2 separate regions of the Mus musculus genome follow, and region 1 is linked to region 2. The links are chromatin contacts, called in public Hi-C maps. All regions are on one chromosome and are shown on one strand. The core of a region is the stretch at or near the end of the contact, and the rest is flanking DNA. Distances in the headings are between cores, read along the strand shown. Region 1 overlaps Pdgfc (platelet-derived growth factor, C polypeptide). Region 2 overlaps Pdgfc (platelet-derived growth factor, C polypeptide).

Region 1 (7,199 bases), core at 745-3,244, 110 kb after region 2:
TTGGCACCCTCCCCCAACCAATTATTGAGTTGCTCAATAACAGGCTCCTGGAAAATATCAGTGTCGAGACCAGAAAGAAATGCAAGGCATTATTAATGAAGAGATGATCCTATCGATCCAGACTTAAAAGAAAATATGTGTGATCAACACCCCGGTCTATATTTTAAGAAGGTTTAAATCAGTTAAGGCCTGTTGTTTAGGGAGGTGAGCCCTGATTCATGTTGGGAATGTGTCTTAGTTAAGGTTTTATTGCTATGAAGAGACATTATGACCACAGAAACTATTATAAAGGAAAACATTTAGTTGGGTCTAACTTAGATTTTTCAGAAGGTTAGTTATGGTGGGGAGCATGGCAGCAAGCAGGCAGCACGAAAAGCAAGCTCTTTCTTTGGAGAAAGAGCTAAGAGTTCAATATTTTCATCTGAAGGCATCAGAAAGAGACTGTGTCATTCTGGGAGTGGCATGGGTATGTAAGAGACCTCAAAGCCTATCTCCACAAATATAAAGTTCCTCAAACAAGGCCACACCTCCTAATAGTACCATTCCCTCTGGGCTAAGCATCCAAACACATGAGTCTATGAAGACCTCACCTCTTCAAACCAGCACAGGGGGTGTGCAAGAGAAGTTGGTTTTAGAGGTCATATAAAGGTCTACTGATGTCATCTGTAGTAAGCTGATAAGGACTTCAGATTGTGAGATTCTTATGTATGGCGGGGACATAGACAAAATATTTTAAATAAAAAAACATTTGAAGTAACACTTTCTAGCATCTGTATGAAGAAGGTTAGAGATTAGTCACATACTTCATAAGTCCTTCATCTCTTATTTTAATATTCGTCAAGGTATATCAAACATTTAACTTCAGTCTCTGTAGTTGCTTCCCCAAAAGCAAATTACTTAGTCCGAGAAAATGATTAGCCACTAATACAAGATTTCAGACACTTGTGAATATGTCATTAACACTTCCTTCTCAGTTCTGTGTCCAGTAAAGACTACCTAGGTAGGATGTGTAAGCATAAGTATGGTCTCAATTAGTTGTCTGTCCAGTACAGTTTGATAATGTACTGTCTTGGAGACACATAAAGATAGAGAAAGCTAGATCCTAAGATTCAAGTATACCAAGTTTCACATCTAGTGTTAAGTCAGAGTGGGAGACATGTACACAAAGCTCAGTGGTCACCATGGTGATTGTAAGTGAATGAGAAATGGAAGGCTACTAGGATGAAAATTAATTCCAGAATATTGCATCCAATTCATTTCTCCAAACAAAGTCTAGTACCCTCATTTTAAAAGCCACGTGGAGTTACAAATGAAAAAAAAATCTGTTAGCTTGTATTTAATGTGAATTGGAGTGAATAAAATAATAAAATATTTAAGAGAAAAATATGAGCTATTTCTATTTGAAGAGAGTATGTAAATTTGTGTTTTTTGCCAACTACATCTCCTGATATTTGTTTATGATTCTGTTTCCTTATCTTTACATACACTCACCCATTCTCTTATTTAGCTAGCAGTCAAGTACCCTGCTATGCATCAACCAAATATCATGCTATGTATCAGGGATCCAAAGATTATTCAGAGCTTCTTTGACCTCCAGAAACCATTGAATAGCAAAGGAATGTTCATGAAAAAATAAAATTCAAAATTGTGATGGGTGTGGCATAGACCATGCTGCAAAGACGTCACTGCCTCTGCCTCTGGGCTCCCAGATGGTGCTTGCCCCAGGAGCTTCTATTCAGCTAAAGTCTGAAGAAGTGGAAGTGTGTCAACTGAAGTGGAAAGGTAATCCTACATTAGGGGACTTCATATATAGCTTTCAAATATTGGTGTGTAATCCTTGAAAGCTACTACTGGGTATTTTTCTACGTATATCCAGTGAAATGTACTGTTGTGCGGCTTGGAAACCCTGAGTAATAAATCCGGTGACTTAAAGTGCTTGACCTATGACAGGGCCATCATTGCTGGAATTACTGTACCAAAAGATGTGGTCATATTTACCATCTGGCGAAATGTGCTGTCTCGCCCAGGTTGAGGTTCCTAGTGACTAAAGGCTTAAGTAGCCCACAATGACTCAGTTGCCCAAAATCCCTGAAGTAGAAGGAAAGCTGTCTGCAAAATTTCATAGTTTCTCTGACTGAAGTCTGAAGGATAAGAGGGAGCTGTTGTATAGGTCTTACTTCTGGGTAACATGAAGACCTTCTGTTCTCTGACTATCCCTGTGGAGCCTTTCAATGCTCACACCGTGATGATAAACAGCCAATCAAACAGGAGTCATGAAGATATTGTCCCCAAAGTATATATTATCTCGTTAAGACTTCAGTTTCAACTTCTGTATTGTAAGCTCTAGGTTAAATGAAAATATAAACAGTTTAACAATTGAAATTACAGTACATAAGTTGTTAAAAATAGCCATTTATTGTCCCTTAGCTTTAACTGAGCATATGATAATTAGCACAGCTTTTTCAGATACATATCTGAAACATCAGAGTTCAGTTTCTATTTGCTTCTATAAAAATCAGTGAAGTGTTACTGATTGGAAGGCTATCCCACAGCAAAGGGCTTTGGAATTCATACTTATAACTAACATATTAACTAACTAATGATTAGATAGATAGATAGATAGATAGATAGATAGATAGATAGATAAAATTGGAGAGAGAGACAGACACACACACACACACACACACACACACACACACACAGAGAGAGAGAGAGAGAGAGAGAGAGAGAGAGAGAGAGAGATGGGGGAAAGATAGGGAAAGAGAAAGGAAGATATATTCAGAAGTAAAATATATCATTAGTTCTGGATATTTCCAAAGGGAAATTTAGGGCCATAGAAAAAGTGGGGAGATAAAAAATTTTTAAATATATGAATAGAAGTTATAAGATAATCACAAATTTATTTTAAAACTACCTTGTCTCTTCTCTGGGGGGGGGGGATTCTGAGAGAAATCAGCTGGAGCAAAAAAGGGGAATGCAGCAATGTATGGGAAACTGTTAAACCTGCTAGGGTTCCTTGCAGTGTGTGGACCTGTAAAAGGCTGTGGTGGAGTCTGCTATAAAAGCACCTTGAAAGGGTAACACAGAGAAGAAATAGCCAAAAGGAAAGCATATTTCAAATTGTCCAAGAAGAAAATAAAATAAAAGTATTGCAGATAATCCCTGCCTCGGGATCTTGCCTAGGGGGTGAATTATCCAAGTGGGCACTGAGCCTGGTGTTTCTCATTTCTCTTTTCACACCATCAAATATGAAGTAATCTCCTTAGCTGGACTTACAGCCCTGATCACGTCACCTGATGACCAGACCAGCTCCTTTGAGATAAAGCTGTCTGTTTTGTTTCCTTTCTTTGGAAATGAAAACATTAAAAGACTAACCCCTCCTTATTCAATCATTGGGTTCAAGAACAGAATACCACATATCGACTTAGTCCCTTTCCCAGTAAACAAAACCATGTAGTAAACCCAGAAAATACACCAAAAGGAAAGCAAAATAAAATAAAAACTATTACTTTGCTTTTCTTGTGAGTAGAATTAAGGATTTTTGTTTATCTGCCTTCTGAGATCCAATTCCTTTACTGAAAAGGATCAATATTATTGTCCTATGTCAAGACTTGTGCTCCCAGACAGTGTGACAATTGTGTGCACATCAATTCTCTTTTGTTGATTTCAGTCTCCTTGGGTTCCCTTCATCCAGTGAAGATGGGCTATGACAGAGAAGTCAATTTTATTACTTTTAGATTGTTTTGTGCATACATGAGTGCCTATATGTATGAATGTGAAACACACATCTGCTGTTGCCCACAGAGGTCAGAAGAGATTGTTAACCCCTGGAATTAGAGTCACAGGCTGCCCTGTGAACCTTGTGATGTGTATGCTGGGAATCTAGGTCCTCTCAAAAGCAGCAAATGCTCTTACCTGCAGAGTGATAGTTTCATTTATAGTATATAGTAATGATAATATCATTAAACGTAGCATCTCAAATTGAGGTTATTAATGCCCAATAGAGTTGTTACCACATGTGCAAAAGTATCATATATAAACTGGTATTTGTGGTTGATATATCCGTGCCTCACAGAATCTGTGTTAATGAGATGCTTCTGCAAAACTCATCACCAGTTAGACTGTGCCACAGTCTAAGGATATGCTCTTCAGAGGCGAGGACTCTGAGTTGGCTGCACCTCATCTTATTAGTAACATGGTCTGTTCTCTTTCTTGGGACCCATTTTGAATTGATACTTATAACTACTGTCCAAACCTTTGTTTCTTGTCATTAACAACACAGAGATACAAAGTGAACTTCCACTGAAAGTAGAAGCAAAAGGTAATTGTGAATTTCAGGATCAGTTCAACCTTAGATACAAGATTTTCAGCCTTTGAAGGAATGCTTTTTACACATTCTTCTACAGCCCCACACTAAGCATAACATTGATAATCCAGGAAACAAGAGAAAGTACTCAGAGGTTTTTTTAAAGTGATCAATAAATCTGTCTATCTGTCTCTTATTAAAAGAGAAGCAACTGTTAAAAGAAAATATCTACATGCTAATCTTGTTCTAGAGTCACTAAATTCAAGACAACTGCTTCCACAGAGGAAACTAGAGGAGTCCGGCTCCCCCTCTGTTGCCATTTAGGGCTATGGCTTACACTAACTGTGCAGCACCCTGATGAGTAATCTATTATATCCTGGCCATGGGCAGAGTCAGAGTACCAGTTGAGTTTTGTCTGGTGATGGAGCTGATACTTAAGGAGCACCGGTTCCTTGTATGTGCCTCATCATCTTTGCTCTGTTAAGGTAATTTACTATTTTACACAAAATTCTAGAAAACTTATCTAGATTTTGAAAAAAATATAAATAAGTCCAGGACTTCTTGTCATTGGGTTATATATTTTTCAGACAGTAAGTGTTTACTCATATTGGCTAAGTGTATTTTTTTTTTTGTATTAGGACATCTGCAGTGACCTACTTTTTCCCCTATGAGTTTCTGAGTCTTCAGTCATAAGCATAGAATATTGCTGTTTGTCTATTAATCCTGTATCCAGACATTTTACTGAATTATCTTTGTAGGTCCCAATCCCTTTTGGAAGCCCAATGTTTCAAATAAATTTTGATTCCTGTCTACCTTATCCCACACCAGTTCTTGTTAGATCTACCTCAACATAAATGATGTATAACAGTTACCTCCATTTGCTGTGTGCAGCTTTATGCTACCCAGCCTAAGCTCTGGGAATGGGCCCTGCTACCAGCTCCCACCAGCTTCCTTGAATCCACGGATAAAAGACACAACCACAGATGTTCCTTTTCAACTTGCCTTCAACACAATTGTTGGGCCCTATTTTCTGCTGCCTAGAAATATCATCCTTAATAATATTTTTATTTCTTCACCTCCCACCTGTCCTAAACTTTAGTTGCTAAGATATATCTAGTCCCTGCTAAATATCCCTGACCACCAGCCTGTAGGAGTGGCCACAGGCACGTACTCTTTTTGAGGACCTCACATGGCTGCTTCGTTCTCTCTCTCTCTCTCTCTCTCTCTCTCTCTCTCTCTCTCTCTCTCCCCCCCCCCCCCTTACATCTGACTCTTTTCCTACAGGTACCTGGAAATCCTGACTATTCCTTCTGCCTAACAATTGGCTCATGGCTTCTTAACTGACAGATCAAGAACCAGTTTGGGAACAGGACCTTAGCATCAGAACCACCCCTATACTCATAGTATAACTCCCTTTTGTTGCTCCAGGTCTGAGCTCTTTGGCCTCTGTACTAATTGGTGAATTCGGTTCTCAAAATGTATTAGCTGGGAGTAGGTAAGGTTCTGCTTATAAATTGCTTGATTTCAATTGTAAGGATCAGCTCAGTGCCCAGACCTGAAGTGGAAACAACAGGTGTGACTTATCCTTTTAATAGCCAGGAAGGAAATGGCAGGGGTATCCACAGGCTTGCAGGACAGGCAGTCTAGCAGAAACAGTAACCACTGGCTTCAGCAGGGGATCTTGACTCAAAAACTAAAATGGCATCATATCAACTTCTAAGCTGCACAGTGAAGTTCCAGGACAGTGAGAAACCTGTTTCAAAGGAAATGTGCAGGACTCCTGAGGAGGACACCCAGAATTAACTCCTGGTCTCACACATGTGCACACACACACACACACACACACACACATGCATACACCCACACTCAAGTCTATCAGCAATCAAAGATATTTGTTGTCTCTGTTCTTATTACATTTTCTTTCTTCTATTTCACATTTATCTAACTTTTCACGCAAATTTGGAAGTCTTCTGCTTCCAATTTATAGTAGCCAATTAACTAAGCCATTTTGGTGATTAGTTTACTACTATGATCATACTGGTGTAATTCCTTTTAATATTTTATGGAGCATCATTTTTTATTCCTCTTTATTCATGGACAAAGCTCATACTGGGCGAATTACAGTAATCATATAATCTACTAATGGCTAATAGGTAGCAATTACCTATCTGAGTGAAATGAGTCATATTTCTGAAGGCTAAATATTGCCACTTCAGAGAATTCAATACAAGGATTAGGGAAAATTATCATATTAATTGGGATGCTTATCATTCAATGTTTTGTAATTATTTATGAAAAATTGGTATTATGCATTTGTTTATAGCTTAATAAACTCCCACATTTTATTTCATTTTTATACTGATAAATATTGACCAACTTTTCAATTTAAGCATTATTATTTACTTTAACTTTGCTATTACCAAGTTGATAATTCATGTTTTATCTATTATTTTATACAATTTTCCAAATATATTTAGAGAAAATGTAATAAATTATAAACATTTTTACTGTAATTATATTTTCTGCATGGTTCTTTTCTGTGTCTATTGTTCTTTCTGTCTCCTTTTTCCTTTCTTTTCTTTCTTTCTTTCCTTCTTTCTTTCTTTCTCTCTCTCTTTCTTTCTTTCTAACTTTTTTCTTTCATTATTCTTTCTGTCAATTTCTTAAAATTATGAATACTTATTTTGTTTGCTTATACCTCTTAAAAAATTTTTACTTCTAGTAATTATTGCTTTTTCCCCTTGTCTTGTCCTTGTTCTTTTTTTTTGTAAGTTGAATTAGTGGCCTATACAGTTGCATTATTTTTATTTAGTGATAAGAATTACTTTGAAATCTTTACCTCACACCTTAACAACTTGAGCCACCTCTCATAGGGCGAGCTCTCCCGTTTCCA
Region 2 (7,416 bases), core at 1,523-4,022:
CATAGCCTCATAGGAGACAGCTATGACTATCTAGAGACTACCCCACCCGGGGATCCATCCCATAATCAGCCACCAAACCCAGACACTATTTCATATGCCAGAAAGATTTCGCTGAAGGTACCTAGAGATTTTAAATGTGGACAATGTTGATGTTTGATTCAACTGTTTCTAACTACACTGAGAGCATATCATCAGGTTCAGATTTTGGCTAGTTGAGAAATACCTTTGTCTACAATAAAACCCAAATGCTAAGAATGCTAAGGAATGATTCGTTAATTACACACCGTGGATACTGTACTCAATATATAGAACTATCTCTGTGTGTGTGTGTGTGTGTGTGTGTGTGTGTGTTGGGGTTTTGAATTTGACCTGTGGCATGGTTCCTCAGGTACCATCCACCTTCTTATGAGATCCACAGTTCTCTGACTGGCAAAAACCCTTGTGTCCACCTTTTTTTCTTCATACTTAGAATCTAAGCCATCACACACCACACTATCATCTTCAGGAATTGGTAGGCATCCAGACATTTACAAGGTAAACCCTTAAACCTACAAATTCTGATTTCTTACAAATTTGGAATTTTGTTTTGATATATTTGATAAGTATTGCCATGTTTTATTTTTGATTTTATATAAATATAATTGCTTAGCAATTCAGCACTTATAAGCATTTTAGAAATTTTTATATTTATAACAAAAATACCTTTTTTTCATAGTACATTATTACCTACTATGCCACAAGGAAGAGAATAATAGCTTTGCACCCTAGCTTTTCAAGCTGAGGTGTGCAAATTAAGCTGAAAGTGACAGGTAAGAAGAGAAAAGACATAGGGATTTTACAACTGTTTCAAATTTTATAGATTCTCAGACTTCACAGAAAGATGTAGAAACTTAAGGAAACAGTTAAGACCAGAGGCTTTATGTGCCATTCTAACCAAGGAAGGAAAATTGTAGAGAGGGATAAGATAATACTAATGGGAATAGAGTAAGGTTTAGGAAAGTGGCTTGGGAAAACAGGTAGGACCTAGCACTATTACTTGAAGGGTATTGTAATATGATCTGTTTATAGTACTCCTGTAGATGAATGAAAAAAAAAAGAGAAAGAAAAAGGAACAAACATGACAGCGTCCAGGTGTGATGGAGGAGAATGTTACAGATCAAAACGAAAGAGTACTAAAGGCAGAGATGTCTGGGCAATCCTCAGTAGCCATGACCGAGTCTTTGTGGAGATGGGCCAGGGAAAAGGAACCATATGCATCAGTCTGAAGGCTGAAGGGTAACGGAAGGGGGCAGGTAACCGGAAGTACTGGATTACATGGGGAAAAGGCTCTGAGGTAAGGGCAGTCCAGCCTCTGGGCTGGAGGGTTTAGGGCAGAGGGTGGTTATGTCAGCCATACCCCATAGCAGGAAGTGATGGAGGGATGCTGGACGAATCTGGATACCAAGTCTCTTTATTTGTTAAATAGGCACCTCAGCGTTTGTCCCAGAAATTGAGATTTGTCACTTGGTATCTTCACTTTTTTTTTTCTCCAGTTTGCTTATTTTAATCTAGAAAGTAGGTTGGGATCAACATAACAAAATATGGCTTTTTGAGGAAGGACAGAAAGTAAAATGAAGCTGGAATTGAGTCTAATTCTCTGGCAACACAAACCATTGCCATTTAAAGAATAGTGGTGCAGAATCAATGCTTGAGTCTTAGAGCACAATATCTTCTCTTCTAGTACAACCTCCATATGACTCCACCACTTTGCCCCCCCCACCCCCCCTGGACTTCAGCTTTGTCATCTGTAACAAAAGAACACTGAAATCCAGCCATGAGGGTTGTCTCAACTACTTACAGAAGATTAAATCTGGCCAACATAAAGCCATCTTTAGTGAGGGTTCTACAGAAAAACAGAACTGAGAGAATTAGTGTGTGTTGCAATAGGGAGTTTCTCTAGAATTGCTTAGGGACTCGATGGCTCTACAGTGACAACCATTTGCAGCCAGGAAGGGCTGACAACCCATTGGTGCTCAGTCTATGAAGCTGTGCTGCTGAAAGCCTAACTTACTTGAGAGTCCCCTGGTCCTGAGTTGACAAGGACACAGCAGTGGTCAATAGCAGCAATAGAAGAGACATACTTGACCAGCATAAAGTGGAAGCTGTCAAGCAGAGGACTCTTTTCTGTGTATCTGGACCAGAAGGTACCTTCTCTTTTGAAAGTGATAAAACATTCATCCTGATTTGGGGACAAAGGGGTTTCTTGCCATCTTCACATAGAGAAAATAGGCCCCATGTTTGCACAAGCAGAGAACTTTTCCTTTACTGCTCTTCTGCTCAGGCTGAGTGACTAAAAGTTCTATTCCGGGTCCTTCGAAACAGTCGGTTAAAATGTTCATACTTTTCTGGTGGTAGGCAGGCCTAGGAAGAGAGGGTTCAGCCAGTGCTGGTGTCGCTGGGGCATGCCTGGGCTTGTCCAAAGAGAAAAGCCGCTCAATTTCTGGCATGGGTCTTTTTTATTTTTATTTTTTTCCCTTCCTGAAAGTAAAGCCAAAAGTTACAAATCCGGTGTCATCCAATGTGTAATGGCATCTGGCTGGACCAAACCTGTGTCATCTCAGATGGTCCTCACATGTGGTGCTGGGAGGAGGGGTAGAGAGGCAGGAGGGTGGTTTCTCACTTGATGCTGCCCTTGACTTCCTTAGGAATCGGAGGTCACCCACTAACACACACACAGGAGATGTGGACTGTTATGACTCATTTGATTCTCACTTTGCACGGTATAGAAAAATTTTTGCCTAGGAAGGAATTCCTTTCTAAGTGCCAGTCTTCCCCACACAGTCCTCAGCCGCTCTGTCTGAATAGGCAGTTCTCTTTGCTTAGGCATTCTTGTGAGCTTAGCTGCTCTGTAACCTCCTCACCCCTCATTAATAATTTCCTGAGGCCAGTTTGTTATAAAGAAACATTACCACCGTGCAAACTCTGTGTGTGTGTGTGTGTGTGTGTGTGTGTGAGACAGAGGGAGTACATGTGAGTGTAATAGTGTGTGCATTTGTATGAGTATGTGTTTGCATTTGTATGAGTATGTATGTGAGTGTGTGTGTGCTTCTTTGTTTTCTGCTTCATGGCCAACTAGAGTGATATTAATGCTCTAGAGAAGGAACATCAAATTTCTCATTACTTTGCATGTTAATCAAGGACATCAAACTCTCAGGAAGAATGGCCTGAATACTTTGTCTTCATTATTCAAACCACGTGGTTTAAGTTCTACTTTGTTCACCTTTGAAAGATTTGAGCTTTTAAAGGAATACTTAAGCATCCTTCCTAGTCCTTGTCGTTATTAGGAAACCACAGATAAATTGATCTTTGCTTGTTTGTTTCTTGCTCTTCTTCTTAATTAAAAGGTAGAAAAAAGAAAAGAAAGGAAGGAGGGGGAAAAGAGAGAGGGAGCGAGAGAGGAACGGAAGAAGAGAGGAAGAGAGAGAGAACGAGGGAGGAAGGAAGGGAGGGAGGAAAGGAGGAAAGGAGGAAAGGAGGAAAGGAGGGAAGTCTTTTCTGGAAGCATTCTCCGATGGTCTGGGTAAATTAGGAGAGAGTTGCTGGACCTGGTACCCTCTGTACTACAATTCCTTCCTATCTTTATCATATTGGTACACATGTCACCCCTGAACCTTGTTTGGATGGCTGGCCCCAGGGTAGTAAACCTCCCTTGAGAAAAGCTGTGAATTATACAAGTTGTCATTATTCATGGGATTTACAGGAAGGTTCAAATAAAGCCCTCCCCCTGAAGAACCCCCATTGCTCATACTAGCATCATACATATTTTTTACTTGTCATCATAAGTATTTTCACGAGTGTATAAACGTATATCACTAAAGTGATTCATGCTATTGCATTGTAAATATATTTTATTAATAAGGACCAGGGTAGGAAGTGGTAAAGATACTGGTAATTTTCTTCCTAAAATTAATTTATTCTTTTCTAAATGTTCTTCTGCAGTGAGCCCACATTAGATTAGAAACATCTCTGTGTTAACTGTTAACCCTAACTCAGAGGTCTGTGTAACAGCAAATCCAAGCCATATTTTATTTCATTCTAACAGACAGCATCTAAAATTCAGGATTTGGGGTTAGAAACCAGGCCCTGGCACTGCAGAAGGTGGTGTTATTATTTTAAACTTGGCACTGACTTTTATCCCAGCGGCTAGTGTGGCTATAGTCAAAGCAGGATAATGCATGCCCCATCCACACAGAGGAAACATACTAACAATTATCTGTGTTGTTGTTGGCACTTAGTAAGACATACTCTTTTCCTAAGATCTAAGGGTTTGGGAAGAAAGAAGAGAGCTGCCAGCTTTTGGCAACATAAAGGGATTTTTAAAAAATTTCTTTTTTCTGTGTTTCCTTTCTTTTTCCTTTTCCTCTTTTCTCCTCTCCTTCCCTTCCCTTTCTTTTATTTTCCTTCCTTTCCTTTTCTTCTTCTCTCCAGCCCTCTCTGTTTATCTTCCTGACACTTGTTGGAAGCATTGGGAATATGCCATCTGGTTGTACACAATTATAGACAAGTGGGTATGGGAGTATATTAGCTGTAGAGAAATTACTGTGTTTACAGCTTATTTATAGCATGGCAAATTAATTTATAGTTCTCCAGTCTGTCAATACAGATAAATGGATTGAGAGATTGGAGAACTATAAATTAATTTGCTTTTCTAAATATGGTAAATCTACCAGGCATACTTGCACCTGACTCTTATTGAAACAAGCTGCTTTTACTTGATCCAAATGATGCCTGCTGTTGCTTTCTGACCTGGACATCTATATTTACATATTTGTGACCTTCTCATGGGAAAACCAGGTGAAAGCTCTTTCGGACTCCAGATATAAAGAATGGTGAAAGTTCCGCTCTAGGGTACTATATTGCCATTCGAAAGGAGCACTATCATTTGCATTTATGATACTAATCTTATTATAGGTTGCTGTGGTTTTGGTTTTTGTTTGTGTTTTTGTTTTGCCTGTAAATGCAGCTATACCTCAGTGGGAATAACCATTTGGGATGTCAGTGGTCATTAATGTGTCTTCAGGTAAAGAAATAAGCAGATGAGTCACCTGTCCTCAGGCCTTTGGTCTTCCATCCTCTTTAGAGCCTACTGACTAGGATAACTCTGGCCCCCTTCACACACTGCGGTGGCAATGGTAACTCAGCTGACTTACTGAGAATGCTGCCCTGGCCTCTGACTACAGGCATCAGATCCTAGGGCGGCCCCTACCTCAACTTCTCAAGCTGTATATAGTTGGGGGCAGAGGGGGGGTCTTTTCTATTCTTGTTTAGGTGATGTCTAATGTCTCCAGTGTTTTCAAACTGAAAGATACATTCTTACTACTTATTCACTGAGAATTTTCAGATTAAGAAAATCTTTAAAAATACAAAGGCAGAGGATGAGAGGGACTTAGATGCCACAGTGTCCTGTCTTGCCCTCCCGCCGTGTAGCAGTGAGGTCATTCTGGAAGCAGTGAGGTCAATGTCTTACTCATGTAGGTGGCTGGCAGGGGGGCTGGAAAAACTAGCTGACTCTCATCTGACTCCTTTTTCATGATATGCATTTCTGCTTGTATGGGCCACATGATACACAGGAAATAAAAAGACACCCCTCCCCCATAGTAAAGTATTAATCCTTTTTTTCTTGAAAAGATATTTTTAATTAAAAACAAAATAAAACAAAAAACAAAACACAAAACAAAAGAAAAACAAAATCAGGTTACTCCATGTGGAGAGGGAGTTCTGTGGCTCTTCCTTTAATGACCTTCTTACACCGTAGAGCTAATCTTCTTACCTGGAATATTTGCTTATAGTTTCCTTGCTATTGCCAGTCAGCCAAAGGGAAACAGTGAGCCAGACTGGAATGTTGGCGCATCTGGGGTTACAGGCTTTTGCACTCATGCTTGCTTGTCTGCTGTAAGCGGTGGGGCAAGAGCTGTTGTTTTTCCACAGTATGATAGCATAGTCAATATTCCAAATACTGAAAGCATTCTCCTCCACCTTCTGTGCCAGGCACGGGTAGGACTTTTTGTTGGTCCCACTCCTCCTTTTTGCATATTCTATAAACTTTAAAATAGTATATGACTTTCACGGATGGAGGATGTTTCCCTCCTAAAGGTAGATACTGACTAGTTGGTTCCCAGCTGGTGGCTGTGTTTTCAGATGCTTCTGGAAACTTAGGGAGATGGGGTCTAGTTATAGGATGTGGGCAGAGCTTTGAGGTTGTGCCTAGTGCCTAGTGCCTAGTTTGCAGTTTCTTCCTTGTTCTTGCTTGTGTTTTCTATGAGATGAAGGATATTCACTACAGATTCCCCACTGAGATTTTGCCCAGTCACATGGCTACAATCCACTGAGACTATCAGTCATCGGCTGAAATTTCTGAAACTGTGAGCAAAAATTCTTTCTTCCCTTTAAGTGGTTTCTTTGGGTTATTTATCAAAGTGAAGAAAAATCTATCACACCCATGAGGAGACACACACACATATACATACATATTACATTATGGTATCGATACATTATATATAAAAAAATACATATACAAATACATATATACATATATAAAATACATATATAAGACACATATACATAGATATGTTATAAAGCTTCACATAAACACATAGTTGTTGAAATGGCAAATATTGTTAACCCTAATAGAGGCTGAAATATGAATTTTTGATTTGTGACTTCTTATTGTTCATATATGTAAGGTCTGAGTGGCACTGGAAGAAAAGCTGAAAACTTTATGCCATGAGCCTCGTGACTGAGGTACCAGAGGGCTCGTGGGTAAGCAGCCTCATGAACAGGGGCTAGTGCTGCAGTAGCTGCTTGCAGGGGAGAATTAAAACTAGACTTTGGACTCTGTTCGCACTAAAATTCCCAAGGTGCTTTTGACAAGATTATGAGTGTTTAGCCACCACCCCAACCAATGAGTAACTGCCTGTCAATCACCACTGTGATTCCATTTGTATAAATCAATTGTATTTCCTTCTTGAGCTAAATGGCCATGTTTAGGAGAGAGGGAATCTGTTTGATCAACAAACTTACATGTGTATCATTTTTGACCTTGCTTTGGAAGAAGGGAAGTTTGTTTAATACCTAAAAATTGAGGTTTTTCCATTTATTGATTGATTGATTGATTGATTGATTGAGTGCCATCTGGGGGAAAGATTACTCATGTCTCACACTTTCCTACTGATAGATTTGAATTTACCAAGAAATTTATACATTTCTACAAATATTCTAAGGCATTCCTGCAATGTCTTATTTATTAATTCTTTCAAGGAATGTTCTTTAAATAATGTTTACTACTAAGCCGGGCATGGTGGCGCACGCCTTTAATCCCAGCATTTGGAAGGCAGAGGCAGGCGGGTTTCTGAATTCGAGGCTGGCCTGGTCTACAAA

Evidence for each region. Hi-C and Micro-C count contacts between places; a contact is called where the count stands out from the background.
Region 1: a contact with region 2 is called in a Hi-C map of embryonic fibroblasts, with 2.2 times the contacts expected there. The contact joins two enhancer-like sites. A contact is called at or near these places in 1 of 39 promoter capture datasets (embryonic stem cells), 13 of 484 Hi-C or Micro-C datasets (the C2C12 cell line, adipose-derived mesenchymal stem cells, bone marrow-derived macrophages and 5 more), 1 of 115 datasets of contacts at active chromatin or transcription factors (embryonic stem cells) and 1 of 9 other capture datasets (embryonic stem cells).

Annotation. Positions count from the first base shown.
Region 1 is chr3:81,162,312-81,169,510 of GRCm38.p6, forward strand. All of the region lies in intron 2 of Pdgfc (platelet-derived growth factor, C polypeptide), which reads left to right. Among named protein-coding and RNA genes, the nearest start is that of Pdgfc, 130 kb to the left of the region's middle. Within about 2 kb of position 1,995, at least 25 of the 459 cell types and tissues checked have an H3K27ac peak or open chromatin away from gene starts, as enhancers often do. A contact at or near this core is called in the C2C12 cell line and embryonic fibroblasts, where this site is marked.
Region 2 is chr3:81,055,974-81,063,389 of GRCm38.p6, forward strand. All of the region lies in intron 1 of Pdgfc (platelet-derived growth factor, C polypeptide), which reads left to right. Among named protein-coding and RNA genes, the nearest start is that of Pdgfc, 23 kb to the left of the region's middle. Within about 2 kb of position 2,773, at least 95 of the 459 cell types and tissues checked have an H3K27ac peak or open chromatin away from gene starts, as enhancers often do. A contact at or near this core is called in the C2C12 cell line and embryonic fibroblasts, where this site is marked.